2 separate regions of the Sus scrofa genome follow, and region 1 is linked to region 2. A link is a contact called in public promoter capture Hi-C data. All regions are on one chromosome and are shown on one strand. The core of a region is the stretch at or near the end of the contact, and the rest is flanking DNA. Distances in the headings are between cores, read along the strand shown.

Region 1 (3,000 bases), core at 291-2,790, 310 kb before region 2:
CGGCGGCGGCGAGGCCGGGCGCCGAGTCGCGGCTGCTCCCGGCGGCTTCTTCCCGAGGAGGATTTTGTAAATCTCACAAAATGGCGCGCGCTCCAAACCTGCGCAGCGAGAAGCGCCGGGGCCCGAGCGGCGGCGGCGGCGGCGGCGGCGGCTCCTCCGCCAGGAGAGCCAGAACCGCCCGCACAGACAGACAGACACTCACACACACTCACACACACACACACGCACGCACACTCGCACACGCTCACTCACACACACACTCTCACACTCACACCGGTCCCGCCCGCTCGCCGGCGGCGGCAGCGGCACCAACAGCAGCAGCAGGAACAGCAGCAGCAGAAGCGGCGGCGGCGGCGGCGCCCGCACCCCCCGCTCGGGGTGTCCGCTCCCTGAGCCCGACCTGGGCCGCGATCAGCAGCAGCGACGGCAGCAGTCTCCCCGGATCCCCCCGCCGCTCTTGCCGCCGCCACCCCCGCCTCACTCCAATGGGGCTTTTTATTATTATTCGGGCGGGAAGCGAAAGGGTTTAAAAAAAAACCAACCAACAAAATGGCGACGGACCGACCCGGTCGCTATAGCAACTGTCAATCAAAACGCAAAACCCCGGCTGACGTGCTGACGTCCTCCTCCCGCCCCCCGGCCCCAAGCCGGCGGGCGGGGCCTGTTGCTCGGGCAACGGCAGATTCCGTTCCCTCCTTTCCCTCTCCCCCTCCGTCCCCAACCAACCACCCAACCCCCTCAGGTCACGTGAAGGATAAATTCGGAGCTCAGGCCCGCTACGAGTGTCAGAGGAGGGCGCGTGATTCGCTCGGGGGAGGGGAGAGGAGGGGGACGGCCGGGCCGAGGGAGGGAGAGGGCGGAGGAAGGGGGGCGAGGCGGCGGCCGGCCTGTGCTCCAGCGCCCAGGGCCTCCCGGCCGCGCCCCGCCCCGCGCCCGCCGCGCCCGCGCCGCCCGCGCCGACTGCGGCCCGGAGAGCGCGCGCGGCCTCCGCGCCGCCGCCCCCGGAGCCCCGCGCTTCCGCGTCGTGCGCCCGCAGCCCCGCCCGCGCCGGGGGGAGGGGGCCGGGCTCTGCGGCCGCGCGGGGACCCAGGAAGCCCACTCCGGTGCGCCCGCGCTGGGGACTCTCACCTGCATCCCCGGGGACCGCGCCGGCAGCGCACGTCCGCGCGTTTAAACTGTTCTTGGAAGGCCCCGCGTGCCCCCCTCGCCGGAAAATGCCCACGGAGGCCGCGGTGGGGGGTGGGGAAGAGGCCGCCTCCGCGTTTCAGACATCTCAGGAATTCCGGACGCTTCGCCCGAATCCGGGATGCCCCTGCGGCTGACACCTTGATTAAATCATGTCACTCGGCTTTTTGCTGCGGCCAGTGCCAGCGTTCAGAAATCATGGACGGAGCCATCATACAAACTTTTTTAGGCTGTGCATGCTCAGCCGGGCTTTCCCACCGATTTCAAACCCCTCCCCACCTTTCAGGCAGTCTTCCTTCTCCATCGGAATGCCCCTAAAATTAATCGTCTTAGGCTATACCGTATCGTTGTCCAACTCCCTGATTTTCTTTCTCATGCACCATTTCAGTTTCCAGATTTTTAATTCGCCCACAATTCTTGATTAATAGTCTCGCTTTCGTTTATCTTTATTCTGTCTACCCCTCTGGCTGGCTGAATATTACTAGGTGTTCTCTCTCGGCATTGAAACCTAGGTATGGAAGTAGCCATGCTGTACTGGCTACTTTGTAATCAGTAGACAGCCACTGGCTAAAAATTGTATTTTGTACCATTCCTAGTAAAATGGCATTTAATCTTTGCCAAAAAGGATACTATGGATATTATTTTACACCAAGTCCCTAATTTATTGATTGATTTCTAAGCTTGATTTTGCCATCTTATGATAGTGTTCGTATCAATTTTGTCTTAAGCTTGGACTGTTCACAAGTAAAGCAGCAGCAGATACCAGTAAAGAAAAACAACCCCACAGTAAATACTGAGCTCAATCCTCTATGACTCAAGGAAAGACACGAGTGTTTCCAATAAATGTTTCTCTTCTCTGGCTACTGGAACCTTGATTTACTAAGGCATCCATTGAAATTAGCACAGACCGTGAAAGAAAACAGACTAAACTTTAGATAAATTAGGCAAAAAGTAGGCCAATAGCTTAGACCGATTCTCATGGTATCACAAACTGCCATGACTATCAAGAGTTTTTTTGGACTTTCAAAATTGCCCTGCTAATGTAATTAAAGTCCACATTCAACTTGATTGTTTTCTGGTGGGGGGGAGTTAGGGTGGTGGTTTAATTTCCAGTTTATTTTCTGTTAAATTAACTACAACCTGGATTTACATTGCATCATCTTAAACAGGAGGAAGTGGCCAAAAGCGTCCCTGCTGGGGTAAGAGGCTGATATCTTGACGGCTCCCCAGCTTACACTGCCACCTCCTCCCTCCTGCTTCTTTCTCTTCTCCCTGCTCCCCACCCCCATCCTGTTCAGGCAGTTTCACTTCTCTCAGGACCCTTAAGCATTTGCAACCTTTAACACCAAGTTAAATTTGAGTCCGTTTTTTTTAATATATATTTTTATTATTTTTAAGAATTATTTCCCCCAATATAATTTTTTTCTACTGTACAGCATGGTGACCCAGTTACACATACATGTACACATTCTATTTTCTCACATTATCATGCTCCATCATAAGTGACTGGACATAGTTCCCAGTGCTACACTGCAGGATCTCATTGCTAATCCATTCCAAAGGCAATAGTTTGTATCTATTAACCCCAAGCTCCCCAACCCACCCCACTCCCTCCCTCTCCCCCAGTCCATTTTTTTTATTGCTGGTCATGAAGGGAACTTGCGTAATTAATCTTCTAGATAACCTAAAAAGAACATGATAATGTTTCAAGAAATATGCCCTTGTCAAGTCAATCTAGAAGATTCTAGTGGAGGGCAAAGCAGATTCTTGAGCCAAGCAGTAATAGAAAGCATTGCTGGTCTTCGTATCTAGAAG
Region 2 (3,059 bases), core at 364-2,863:
TGAAATATCCAGAAGTTAATTAGTCAAGGGTAAGAAAATTAGGCAAGAGTAAGAAAACTCAGCAAATGAATAGCGAGAAACAGACACCAAAACGCAGCCCTTGAGCGCAGAGCACAAACCTTTGAGCAAAAGCAGTTGGGTCTCATAGGTTCGATGTTTCCTTCCCTGTGTATCCTTATAATAAATTCCATTTGCCTTAGGATAAAATGCAAATTTCTTCCAAGACGAAATGTCCTAACTAGAGCTGTAACTACCAGAAAACTGTCCCCAAGGGAGGAGTACAATCTGTAACATGTCTCTACCTTGTTCCCCCAGCCAGGACACTGGCAAAACCAAAAGAGGTAATTTATGTGAACGCCATAAACACTACATGAACCGTTAAGTATTATCAAGAAAGCCCAGGATCGGCTAGAATGTATTTGCCCAGTTGTCGTGTACATATGTTTTGGAAGGAGTCTGCAATTGAAGGGCTTTGAGCGTCCAGGGCTCCTCTGAATCAAGGTACGTCACACTGGCACCTGCCAATATTCACCTACGCCTTGGCTCCATTTTTGGCCCTCGGCCTCCTTATTCCGTCCCCAAAAGGCTGGCTTGACTGGCCCTACTTGACATCTTAAACACTCTGGAACAGCTGGCCAGACCCGCTGCGGTCCCCCCTCCTTATTAGCGTTGGGGGGAGGTAGGATGCTCCGAAAAGGCGAGGGGAGGAGAGAGGGTTGGGTTTTCTCCCCCCCCAATTCCCCTCCACGGACTCGGCAGCCATTCTCACGAAAACAGGTGGCGCAGATAGAAAGAACACAAAACACAGAGGACAGGGCGTGCAAGAACGTTCACGAACACTCGCGAACGAACACCCGAAAACAGATCACGCACTTGACAGGTCCAGGGGCAACAGGCGCGCGGGGACACACGAGGACGCATCCCCCAGCGGACGATGCTGCAGCTGGGGTCACGACTGCAGGAGGCACGGCCACGCGCGCGTGGGGCGCGCACCCCCCCGGAGAGGGGCAGTGACACAAAAGGGGGGGGCCACCCACACTCCCGGGGGCGCCCACGCTGTCGACGAGAAAAACCTGCGCAGACACAAAGCGGCCGAGAGGGGACCCACGGGCGCGTGCCCACGCGCTCGGGCCGGTGCACGCCCCCGCACAGAGCGGACCGAGGGTGTGCAAGCGGCCGGGAGTGCGCACACAAAGGGGCTACTCCCACCCCCGCACACCCCCAGAGGTGACCACATTTGCAGAAAAGGGACACGAGACAAAGGGGACACACCCGCTAGGACCTACAAAGGCTGCCACACACACACCCCCAACGCACCGGCACTCAACCCACGCACACTGCGGGCACCAGAGCCAACGACGCGAGGCGACGCGCACACACCCACACTCACCACACACCCACGGAGGGGGTGTGGAGGGCCCCTCTCCCCGGGCATCTCCGCTGCAGCGCGACAAGGTGACACATCCGGGAGCCCTGCCGCGCGCCAGGTGTGCACTCACCGGGGCCGGCAGCCCGCGAGCCTCGGACGCCGGCCGCCGCCGCCGCCGCCTCGGGCCCTCCACGTCAGCCAGCTGGCGGCGGGGAGCGGGCGGCTGTGCAGGCGGCAGACGCGTCACGTGGGCTGCAACGCACATGCGCCGTCGCACCGCCCGGCCCCCACCTCCGCGGCGACGAGCCGAGCGATCCCGCCGGCCCCCGCGCCCGCGCGCTTCTGCCCAACGAGGGTCGCGGTGCGCCTGCGCGCGGGCGGGGGTTGCCGTGGTGACTCGGCCTTTCTCGGGTTTTCTGTGCTCTCGCACCCTGAGGCTCCCTGGTCAGCGCCTGCGCAACGGACTCAGTGCGGAGGTGGCGGAACTGCTGGGAGTGGCTGCGTGGGCCCAAGGTCTAGGGCCACCCGCGCCTCTCATCCCCAGGTTGAAATGAGAACCATAACCCCGCGAGAGGGCAGGGCACGTTCCTGGGCACCCGAAGCCCCGGCCTGGAGAGGCGGGGCACGCCTCCTATCCTGCCCTGCCTTTCCCTTCCCTTTTCGCACCAAGGCGAAGCCTGCAGAGCTGGAGCGGAATCAGTCCCTCCCCTGCTCCCCCGCTTCCCCGATCCTCCACTGCAGGCTATGCGCGCTCTGATGCGTGTGCTTGTGTGCGCGTGCACGTGCGGTTTGGGGGCTGGTTGCGCGTGCAGGCGAGGTATGGGTGCTCGTGTACACCACTGTGCGGGCAGTCTTGTGTTGGAGGTGTGTGTGCGCAGGGTGGTTGTTTGCAGTGGTTTAGGCTGGGAAGTAAACTGCAGAGGCTGCGCCCGTAGCAAAGCGATGAGGTTATAATAGACCAATGGTGAAGAGGAGTGAATCACTGACAGATGATTGTGTTTTTTTCCCCACAGATTTCCAAAAGCCACAGGGAAAATGGTGGAAAATTCACCGTCGCCATTGCCAGAAAGAGCGATTTATGGCTTTGTTCTTTTCTTAAGCTCCCAATTTGGCTTCAGTAAGTACTTTCCTGATGGATGGCCAGGTCCATTCTCTGGAGTTCAAGGACAAGGAAATGATTGCGTTTGTTTATAGAATATGCACACGTGAACTGTGACTCTTTCTACCTTTGTCTCTTCTTGAGAAAACCTGAAGGGAGCTCTTGTTTGTTCAGAGTGTTCTATATGCCAGACATTAGCGTAAAATATTTAATCTCAAATATTTATGTAGCACCAGACAGGATTGCCAGGTGAATGAAACCTGGTCCCTGCCCTTCAGGAGGTGACGGTTTTGTAGACAAGACATGAGTAAATCTGCAGTTAACACTGTGTTAAGTGCTGTGGGGACCCAGCAGAGAGACGAGACATTAAACTAGAAAATCAGAGTTAGTTTTCTCCCAGGGAATTTGTCTTCAGCATTAAGAAGGAAGAAGTGGGAAGGCCTTGAGCAAAGGCATGGTGGGGCTTGGAAGTAAGTAATGGTTTGGCCCTTGTGGGAGCTAGAGAGCGACAGGAATCAGGTTAAAGAAGGCAGCTGTGCTTTACATTCCCAGATCTCAGGAGTTCCTGATGTGGCGCAGCGGAAAGGAATC

What was found. Promoter capture Hi-C pulls out the DNA fragments that hold promoters and counts their contacts.
Region 1: a contact with region 2 is called in a promoter capture Hi-C map of liver, with 6 times the contacts expected there. The contact joins the promoter of DYRK1A here to the promoter of TTC3 in region 2. A contact is called at or near these places in 1 of 5 promoter capture datasets (liver), 1 of 47 Hi-C or Micro-C datasets (liver) and 1 of 2 datasets of contacts at active chromatin or transcription factors (skeletal muscle).

Annotation. Positions count from the first base shown.
Region 1 is chr13:201,007,046-201,010,045 of Sscrofa11.1, reverse strand. It overlaps DYRK1A (dual specificity tyrosine-phosphorylation-regulated kinase 1A), which reads right to left and starts at 1,540. Exons shown (of 12, transcript XM_005670334.3): 1 at 1,129-1,540.
Region 2 is chr13:200,694,178-200,697,236 of Sscrofa11.1, reverse strand. TTC3 (E3 ubiquitin-protein ligase TTC3) reads right to left here and starts at 1,613. Exons shown (of 47, transcript XM_021070969.1): 1 at 1,391-1,613. It overlaps PIGP (phosphatidylinositol glycan anchor biosynthesis class P), which reads left to right and starts at 1,807. Exons shown (of 5, transcript NM_001243522.1): 1 at 1,807-1,913; 2 at 2,383-2,486. The coding sequence starts at 2,405.